2 separate regions of the Sus scrofa genome follow, and region 1 is linked to region 2. Evidence: chromatin contacts called from public HiChIP or PLAC-seq data. All regions are on one chromosome and are shown on one strand. The core of a region is the stretch at or near the end of the contact, and the rest is flanking DNA. Distances in the headings are between cores, read along the strand shown.

Region 1 (5,328 bases), core at 2,315-4,814, 570 kb after region 2:
TGGGAACCACCATATGCCGCCAGTGCAGCCCTAAAAAGACAACAACAACAAAAAAAGTTCTAATTCACATGATCTACTAGGAAAAAGTATAACAAATCATTCCATGATAATGCATTCTTTCCTTAGGTTGAAACCTGTTTTGGTAAATCTAACATACAGCATTATCATGAGGGGTAAATGAGTTAATGAATGTGAAAGCCCAATGTGGGGCCACGTGGACTACCCACTCTTCTCCCTTAGATGCCAGAAGAACACGTGGCCCGCGCCCTGGGAGACACGGATTTACAGTTTACTGACAGAAATCACTAATCTGCTCAGAATTCCTCATTTACTTAAGATGCCAAAGTACAGCAGGGGGCAAGGGTCATACACAGTAACGTGGTCCTACAAAAATTATCATTGCCTTTTAGTAAGATTTAAATAATCTTTAATAAAAGAAAAGACAACTTCCCTACCTTGCATGTTCTATGCTGTAGTTGTACTCAAACGGTTTTCCATCGGAGGAGAGAATCAGCATGTGCTCTGCTCCTTGGTCCATGGAATGTATCTTCATTTTTTTTCCTAACTTAATGCACTCTGCAGAGCAAAGCCAACCAGAAACCACCATCACTCCGAGCGTTACCCACGCTTATTATTCACTTCATTATAATACACTTAAAACCTTTGGAAAAAATTTCTACTGGACCACTTTTGACTTAACACGAACTTCTCCTTAAAGAAAATTCAGGTGTGGAAAGCAACTTAGCAAGGACTAGTGTCTTGACAATGCATTTTTTTTGATTTGGGAAAACACTGATTCATACTTTGTTGACTGCACCTTTAAATTGGCCAAATAACATTTACCGTTAAATTTCTGTTTAATAAGTTCAGACAGAGAAACTAAATTTGAATTGAAAGGAATGAAAAACATCTGTAAGAAAATATCACTTAATTTTTGGACAACCTAACTCATTTTAGGAGTAAATATATTGTGTATTCTGAGATATACTCTTTCCTAAAACAAACCAAAAAACAGTAATAGGAGTTCCCATCCTGGCCCAGTGGAAATGAACCCGACTAGTATCCAGGAGGACACCACGGTTCAATCCCTGGCCTTGCTCAGGGTTAAGGATCTGGCATTGCCTGTAGAGCGGCAGCTACAGCTTCGATTCGACCCCTAGCCTGGGCACTTCCACAGGCCTCCGCTGTGGCCCTAAAAAGACAATAAAATAAAATAGCCCCCTCCTGACTGCTCCATCTAGAAGCCAAGGTCCACATCCTTAAAAGGGGTAATTGTATTTGATTAATGATTCTTAAAAAGGATGCTGTTAAGAGAATTTTTATTGGCATTAATACATATTCAGCCCTTTCTAAAAGTTAAAGATTTAAAATTGTCCTCTGTACCATTTACACTGATCGCGTTTCATTCGTTCACAAAAAGCAGGATTTGGGACCTTGTTTCACTTTTCAGTTCTAACGAAATAAAATCTATTCATATAAAAATATCAAAGCACAAATCACTTCAACATACACATGCTAAGAGAAACCAAAGCAGCTGGATAACAAAGAAAAAATGGCCCAACGGGCTGAAGTTTTTCAGAGACTCAGCATTTCAAATCAATTGAAAAATAAGGGGGGGAGGGGGCTATTCCAAAAACGTACTGAGACATGAGGCTAGCCATTCTGGAGAAACAAATCAATCCAGATCCCCCATCTCACTCCTTACGTCAAAATAACATCCAACTGTACCAAAATGTTTAGGTTTAAAAATAAAAACTAAAAAATACGGTAAAGATGGAGTTCCCCGTTGTGGTTCAGCAGTTAACGAACCCGACTGGGATCCAGGAGGACGAGGGTTAGATCCCTGGCCCGGCTCCGTGGGTTAAGGATCCGGAGTTGCAGGCGGCAGATGCGGCTCCGAGTCGGGTGTTGCTGCGGCCGTGGTGTAAGCCGGCAGCTGTCGATCCCATTCGACCCCTAGCCTGGGAACCTCCCTATGCCGCAGGTGTGGCCCTTAAAAAAAGCTCACTATAAGGATGAGAATATGAAACAGAACGCCTTGGAGTGTGAATCGCTTTCTAACGTAACACAAAGCTCTAAGCCTCCTTAAAAGAAAAGACTGACGAATAACATGAACGGAAAAGTTTTACAACGTACTTGGCCAACAAAGGGCTACTCTTACTCCATATTCTAAAAACCCTTCCAAGTTACTACGAAAAAGATTCGCAGCGCAATTTATTTAAAAGCCAGGCGAAGGTATGAACGAACAGGCAGGTAGGTCACCATAAGGAAATGCAAACGACCAAGAGGAAAAAAAAAGATCTTCGTCGCTGAAATTAACAGAAAACGAACAAAGGTAAAATATCATTCTCGACACTCAAAAGAGGAACACATTTTTCAAGATAAAGAATGTGGTCCTTTGTCTGCCCCCTACCTGTAAACTCGGAGCCACACGTTACCCCACCTGATCTCTACACGGGATGACCGCGGAGAAGCGCCACCCTAAGCACCCTGTTTAAACTACTCGCTAACGTAGGACAGAATCCTTGCGAACAAGGTCACGAAAACAAGGTTCTCCAAAGACGCAAAACTGGAGCAGGTACGTTCTAAAGAGGAGTTACGTGGAAACCGGACTCTGAACAGGATCGAGGCGGACGGGCTAAGACAAGACGCGGCCGGTCGATCCCCCCGCGGGGTCCGAGGGCGGCGCGGACCAGCGATATCTGGTCCCCATCCCGCCAAGCTCCGAGCCCGCGAGTGGCGGGGTGGCAGAGCCCAGGGGCGCTGCACGCGCCAAACGCCGAAAAGGCCCGGGCCGGGGGCGGGGGGCGTTTCTGCGGCCCCGCGGACCGCTGCCGGCGTCGGGGCCTCTGCTGAGTCTCCCGGGCCGTTTAGAGAAGGACCGAGTACCCACAAGCCGGGCCGCTCCGGAGAGAAGGGTCCGGGCCCGGCCCGACCGCGACGCCGACCCCGCAGGCTCGGACCCCGGCCGCCCACCTCACTCACAGCCCTGGCCCGAGGCGGGAGGGCCGCGCGGGCGCGGCGCCGCCCCACTCACTCGGCTTCCTCGCGCCGTCGCTCCCGGCCGGCAGCTGGTGGACCTCCACGCCGGCCCCGCCGCGCTCCAGCACCGCCAGGCGCCCGCCCGTGCAGCACATCTGGCGGGTCGCCTCGGTCCTCCCGGCCAGCGCGCTGCGGAGACCCGGGGCGCTGGGGAAGAGCCAGAGCTTCGCGCCCCGCGGCTCCGCGGGCCGGGACCCTGGGCGTCCGGACGCGGTGGGGCGGACCGCCGGGGGCGGACCGCGGGGGCCCGGCCGCGGGGCCCCGCCCGGGCGCCGAGCGCGCGCCGCCCCGCGACCTCCTCCGTGGTCTCCGCTCCATCGCCGCTTTCCTGGGTTCCAGGTCCACGCCTCCGCTCTCCGGGGCTCCAGCCCGCCCAGGGGCCAGGCGCCGGAGCGAGAAGGCCCAGGCCCGGGAGCGCGCACCGGCCCCCCGCGTCGCGGTGCGTGCGGAGACTGAGCGAGGGGAGCGCTCCGCGCCGTCGAAGACCCGCAGCCTCCCTGCCCCGCCCCTGCCCCGACGCCGGGCTCCCAACGTGCTGTTTGGGGGCGGAGCCGGCAGGTCCGGGGAGAAACGAAACTGAATTTTTTTTTTTTTAAGGGGGCGGAACCGAAAAGGAAAAGAAAAGGGAAACCCGACCGATTCAGGACTGGCTTTGGCAGGCGGCCAAAGTAAACAGGGCGCTGGCTGGTGAAGAGGTGGGCTGGGCAGGGCTGAGAAGGTGGCCCCGGGTGGCAGTGGCCACCTGAAGCCCTGGACCGGACGGCCTTCGAAGAAACACTCGATTCTAGTAGGAGGAGCCCTAACACAGGCAGAGCCCTGAAACCGGCGGACTGGCAGAATTTCCACAGTATTGTGGCAAGGAAAGCTAACGTTTGCTGAGCATCCTGTTCCACGGTCTGATCCACAACCTCTCGGTGAAACCAAAGAAAACCACGGTCATCCCCAGGGCCCACACTGCGGTGTCTGCAAACAGTGATCTGCTTTCCGTTGATATATTTTTGCCTACTCTAGATTTGCGTACCAGTGGAATCGAACTTGTGCAGTCTTTTGTGTCTGCCTTTTTTACACTTAGCATAAGGCTTTTGAGATTCATCCTATTGTGTTTAATCAGTTCCCTCTTTGGTTTGGTTTGGTTTGGTTGCTTTTTAGGGCCGCACTCCGGGCCTATGGACGTTCCCAGGCTAGGGGTCAAATGCGAGCTACAGCTGCCGGCCTACACCACAGCTCACCGCAATGCGGGATCCTCTCATCCCACTGAGCAAGGCCAGGGACCCCACCAGCATCTTCGTGGATCCTAGTCGGTTCCTAAGGCGTTGAGCCACGAAGGGAACTCCCCCCTCTTTGTTACTGCTGAATGGTAGTCAATTATATGGATGTACCACAATTTATGCATTTACCAATAGGCAGGCATTTCAGCCCTTTCTAGTCTGGGGCTCCAATGAATAGGTAGAGGTGCTATGAATGTTTGTGAACAAGTCTTTGAGTGGATAAATGTTTATATTTCTTTGGAGTAAATAACTAAAAAACAGAATTGCTGAATAGCTGGTAAGTACATAAATATTTTATATCACTATAAGAAACTGCCAGGCTATACTATTTTGCATTTTCCTCTAGCAATTTACAGGAGTTCCAGTCTCTGTGCCCTTGCCAACCTTCAGTATTGTTAGTGTTTTAATTGCAGAAATTGCTGTGGTCTGTAATACTATCTTAATGCAGTTCTGCTTTCCATTTCCCTAAGGATTAATGATGTTCTCTTTTCTCTTTAGTGAGGTGTCCACATCTTTTGTCCATTTATTTATTTATTTATTTTTATCTGTTTAGGGCCACACCCAGGGGCATATGGAAGTTCCCAGGCCAGGGGTCCAATAGGAGCTGTAGCGGCCAGCCTAGCCACAGCCACAGCAAGGCCAGATCCAGATCCCAGTGGCATCTGAGACCTACATCGCAGCTCAGGGCAAGACTGGGTCCCTTAACCCACTGAGAGAAGCCAGGGATTGAACCCGCATTCTCATGGTTCCTAGTTGGTTTCCTTACCACTGAGCCACAATGGTAGCTTATTATCTAAAAGATTTTTTTTTAATATAGAGTTCTTTGTGTTATAGAGCAAGTCCTTTATTAGATATATGTTTTGAAATGTTTCTTCAGTCTGTGGGTAAGCTTTTAACTTTATTAAAAATAACATCTGGGAGTTCCCATCGTGGCTCAGTGGAAACGAATCTGACTAGCGTCCATGAGGATGCAGGTTCCATCCCTGGCCTTGCTCAGTGGGTTAAGGATCCCGCATTG
Region 2 (5,211 bases), core at 2,151-4,650:
GCTCTAGGCTTGTAAGGCTGCTGTACCTCTCAAGGTCATTCAGAGGACCAGATCCCTTCCATCTAGTTACTCTGTCACCCCCTGGGACACTGTCCCTCTTCTCCATGATTGAAGCTGGGTTTCTGGTGCATCCTCCTACCAGGTTGGTGACAGAGAATCAGAGTCAGTGTGGAGCAAGGGCTCTCCGATTTTGCTCATGACACACAAGTTGCATGTAGCCCATCCATACACATTCTGTTCATGCGTGTATGGCCTCGTGGCTCTGTCTGCCTGTGTGTGAGGTCGGGAAATGCAGTCTCTAGCTGGACAACCAGGGGCTCAGCCACAACTAAGGTGCAGAAAGAGCTCAGCTGTTATCAGAAGGCAAGACTACATCCTGGAGAGAGTTAACAGTCTGGGCCATGGTAGCTATATGAAAATAAAGTCTATTTAGGTTCTCCTCTTTTACTGTATTTTGAAAAAAATTTCAAATAGACATATAGTCAAACCGTATGATCATCAAAAATTGTTAGCATAGCAGCTAGCAAATGGTAATAAAAATAAGCGCTTTTCATGGATTATATTATTTGACCTTCACCATGACTATATAAAAGAGACTGCAACTGATAAGACTGCGGTTGGTAAATGGACAAAGAAAACGGATCAAAGACAGTTCACAGAATAGCAAATACAATGACTAATAATGATTTTTCTTTTTCTTCTTCTTTCTTTCTTTTCTTCTTCTTTTTTTTTTTTTTTTATGGCTGCACCAGCAGCATATGGAAGCTCCCAGGCCAGGGATTGAATTCAAGCTGCAGCTGCAACCTGTACTGTAGCTGTGGCAATGCCAGATCCTTTAACCCACTGTACTGGGTGAAGGTCAAACCAGTACCTCTGCAGTGACCTGAGCTGCTGCTGGATTCTTAACCCATTGTACCACGACAGGCACTCAGATTTTTCATGTATTTAATATTACAATAAAAAATGCAGCTTTTAAAATAAATCATTTTCACTTGCTAAATTAGGAAATATTTTACAAGGTATTTGGACTTGGGAAAGTATGAGTCGTGGAGCATAAACTGCCCGAGTCAGTGCATGTCAAGAGCCTTAGCACATGCTCATATGATCTGTGATCTAGAAATTTCACTTTAAGGAGTCTACTGGAAAAAAAAAAATCAGAGGACAAAGAATTCCTTAAAATCATACATATATAAAATCAAATCATGTAAATGTCTAAAAATGGGTGAATGACTAAATGGTTGTATATACAGAATGTAAATCACACATGATTAAAATTGTTTATTGTGCTAACAGTATGGGGGTAGGCCCCAATAGAACACCAAGTGAAAAAACCAGGATTTAAAATGATCAGAAAGTAGGAGTTCCTGTTGTGGCTCAGCGGAAAGGATTCTGACTAGGATCCATGAGGATGCAGGTTCGATCCCTGGCCTCCATCAGTGAGTTAAGGATCTGGCGTTGCTGTGAGCTGTGGTGTAGGTTGCAGACGAAGCTCACATCTGGAGTGGCTGTGGCTGTGGCATAGGCTGGTGGCTACAGCTCGGATTCAACCCCTAGCCTAGGAACCCTCATATGCCATGGGTTGTGGCCCTAAAAAGACAAAATAAATAAAATTAAAAAAAAAATCAGAAAGTAGATTTCAATTATGTTTTTTAAAAAGCACAGAAAAATCCTGGAAGTAGAGATGTTAAATGTTTCTGAGTGTCTTCTGTTATTCTTCTGGTGTATCTTGGCTTCTTTATTAGCATTTCTCCATTTACTAGTCATTTATCCCCCCCTCTCCCACTGGATCATCCATGAGATAAAGTACATACATTATCAGTAAGGTGTATAGGCCTTGAGGTGACCTAATCTTTAGGCTCTTATTTTTCACTATGGACCAGCAATATTGATATAATCAGAAAAAAAGACACATGTTTCAAGTATTAGCAAACGTTTATTTTTTGATTTTTTCCTTAGCACTGAGCCCAGTTTTCTAATGGGTGAATGGGAAGCAGAAGTGACAGCATCTAGATTATCTTAATCTAGAAGTTGAAAATTTTTTCTTTTTGTCTTTTGCCTTTTTAGGGCCATACCCACAGCATATAGGGGTTCCCAGGCTAGGGGTCAAATAGGAACTACAGCTGCCAGCCTCCCCAGTAGCCACAGCAACCTGGGATCCGAGCCACGTCTGCGACCTACACCACAGCTCTTGGCAATGATGGATCCTTAACCGAGGCGAGGGATCGAACCTGCAACCTCATGGATACTAGTCAGATTCATTTCTGCTAAACCACGATGGGAACTCCAAAATTTTCTTTTTTAGTAGAAAAAATGCTGTCATTCTCCCATCTCCATGTCTTTGTATGGCCTTGGGATGGTGTTATTCTGCCGTGTGGAAGTCGAGTCTGTGCAGTGTTTTGTGTGCACGTGGAAATAAAACGTACTCTGCTGTGTCCTGTGGTTTGCTTAGTACTAGTTGTCACCTTAGCTCCGCTGTGGGCAGCATGAGTTGGCTATGGGTACACAAAGAATACTAGATTTGAAGAGAAGTTTTGAAATGGGAGGTGATTTGTTTTCTCTTTTCCTTACACCTCCTCCCCTTAAGATATAAGGTTGTTATGTTTTGTGATTGGAGTAAATTTAAGCCTTTTAAAGTTACATCAGATGAAACTTCATAGGTAATATTCATCAGCATTCTCCTAAAATGTGCCCAAAAAAAGATTTGACAGAAAAGTAATAATAAAAAATAGGGCAGTTTCCTTCTGATTTATATGAAATGGATATTTTAGCTATCTGTTCTGGAAATTGTCAAATCAGACTTTCTAATGACACAGCATATGGAGTAGCAAATTCTTGAAGGTTCAGCCAGAGGCTAATTTTCCAGACTGTAAATCACATATGTAGATTTATGGCTGTCTAGAAACATGGGCTTTTATGTTTATCCCCAGTATATGCAAGATAATTTGAATGTAATTAGAAGCAGTAAGTAACAGCTACATAAAATAGAGCATCTGCACGTAGAACAATCCTGATAAAGGTGAAAGGAAGAAAATTTTGATAGAATTTAACCGATTTCTAGGGAGCCATAGAAATGAAAACTGCCTCGGGATAGAAATGAAAACTGCCTCGGGAGAAGGAGGAATATGCCTGCAGATGAAACCGGCGGGTGACTCCGTGAATTTCTCTTCGGGATGAGTAGCGACAGGAAGCAGGTGTGTGTTTCGCTTTGCTTTCTGCACTAAGCTAAGTCCTATTGATGACAATCACCAGGTGGTTGGCGGTTCCAAACTGAAGGCGCCAGTGTGTGACCTCTAGCGAGCCAGGTTTCCGAAAAAGATGTCAGCAACTTAAGGCCCAGGTCACATGACTCCTTCCGCTCGCTGGTACTAGAGGCTCTGGATCAAATTTCAACTCCAGGCAGTCCTCCCGGCCACGTGGGTTTCGCCAAATCAGAAGCCAAACCACACTTCCGAAAATGTTAGGAGCCGCTCCGCGCCTTCCGCGGGGACTCCGGATCCGGAGCTGGGTTTCACATCCGCGCACATCGCCAGAGTGGAATTTGAGGGCTGTGCCGTGATCTTGATGGTTCCAACCCGGCTCCATCAGGGCCACCGGGCACTTCCTGCGAGATGGGGGCGGGCGCTCTCGCCATCTGTGTGAGTACAGGCCACCTCTGCCTCCGTGCGCCCTGCCAGGGCGCGCAGAGGCCTCGGCCCTCCCGGTTTTGCGATGCCTGTGTCACTTAGTTTTTCCCTTCCTAGGAGGTGGGGGGAAGGTTCCCTTAAATTCCTTTCTATTCACATGGACGTTGATTGGGGGGGGGGGGCAGTCCGTCTTTTCGTCCACTTTCCTTTTCCAAAAAAAAGTGAAGAGCGATGCATGCGGAGCTCATTGGGGTCCGTGAACTTGATCTACTGTCGATCAGTCTCAAGCCTTGTAAGACTTTTTTTGTTCTGAAAGAGTTAAATACGAACGCTTCCTTGTAGCTACTGGAAATATCTTGTGCCTAGATGGAGCATGAATTAAAAGAATTAAAGTAACCATTCATCAATTTCCCTCAGAGAATGTAACATTTTTTTTCATTCCACATTTTTGTTTTCATTTAGTAATTCTAGAATTTTTGTTTCAGGAGGGTTGCTAAAAGTGATGGTAAAAGAGCTAACTAAGCTAATAAATGTGTGTGAATCCTGAGTCACCTATAGAAACCACTGGTTGTAATACTGTAGCAGCAGTAAATAACACTGATCTAAAAATCTATGGGAAAATGTGTATATGTCTAGGGCTGAAATTCATGAATTTCAAAGCACTTCCGTTGGTGCTTACGTGTAAGCTTTTGCAGTAACCAAATTTATCTTCAATTACTTAACTTCAGGATACTGTAATTAAATTTTTTAATTTCAGTGTATAGCAAATGCATAAATAAAATCTCAAGTTGATATTGTATTCTAGGTGGGCATTATATTTGTCCCTGGAGGTACTACATGAGAAATATCTTATTCTGTATTATCACCTTTCATTTCTCCCACGTGTCATCACATATAGGTCAGATCCAATGTGTTTTTCAGGTTTCAGCAAGAGCTGCATTTTGTTGTAGGCTGTGATGGCATCCTACCAGACATAGCTGGGTAATTTTTGACACCTAGGCCCTGAATGGCCACCAGATGGTGGCTTAGTCCCACAGGTTGAATTTTCTTAGTTAAGACTGCAAGGTGACACCCTCATGTCCACGCTCAGAACTTCTCAGCATCCTGTGAGCCCGTCTTCCTGACTCCCTTCCTTTCAGCCCCAAGCTTGTAGGATTCAGCTGCTGATCTTTTTCCTTTTCCAAAGAGGTTCCTTTCCTAAGGGGAACATACTGAGCTTTCATTTTCCTACAGACACAGGTCTGCATTTTTCCAGCTTTATAAAAAAAAAAAAAAAAAAAAAAACTTACAATCTGGCAGTGTGTAGAGTAAAGCAGCAGACTGACCTCTTTGTCCTGAGATGGACAGATATCTGCGTGTTTGATGAGATCTTTACTGCTTTTGCCCTTGGTCTGCGTGTATTGATCTGTATGTACCTCGACTAAAATGCAGACGGACCCATGTATGAAATTCTGTATTTTTCCTTAATTTTGATCCAAGCATGACAAACTTTCATTGAAGGCTGACATAAAATTATGCCATGGAAGAGATCATTTACTCCAGTGGAAGCGTAATTCTCAATCATTCCTACCCTTCTTCACCCTCAGCT

What was found. HiChIP or PLAC-seq counts read pairs in DNA pulled down with a chosen protein or histone mark.
Region 1: an H3K27ac HiChIP or PLAC-seq map of alveolar macrophages shows a contact between it and region 2. The contact joins the promoter of HERC5 here to the promoter of FAM13A in region 2. A contact is called at or near these places in 1 of 47 Hi-C or Micro-C datasets (heart right ventricle) and 1 of 2 datasets of contacts at active chromatin or transcription factors (alveolar macrophages).

The regions. Positions count from the first base shown.
Region 1 is chr8:130,587,594-130,592,921 of Sscrofa11.1, forward strand. It overlaps HERC5 (E3 ISG15--protein ligase HERC5), which reads right to left and starts at 3,565. Exons shown (of 24, transcript XM_021100766.1): 1 at 3,277-3,565; 2 at 3,038-3,221; 3 at 456-576. The coding sequence starts at 3,360.
Region 2 is chr8:130,018,181-130,023,391 of Sscrofa11.1, forward strand. It overlaps FAM13A (protein FAM13A), which reads left to right and starts at 3,401. Exons shown (of 24, transcript XM_021100748.1): 1 at 3,401-3,635. The coding sequence starts at 3,609.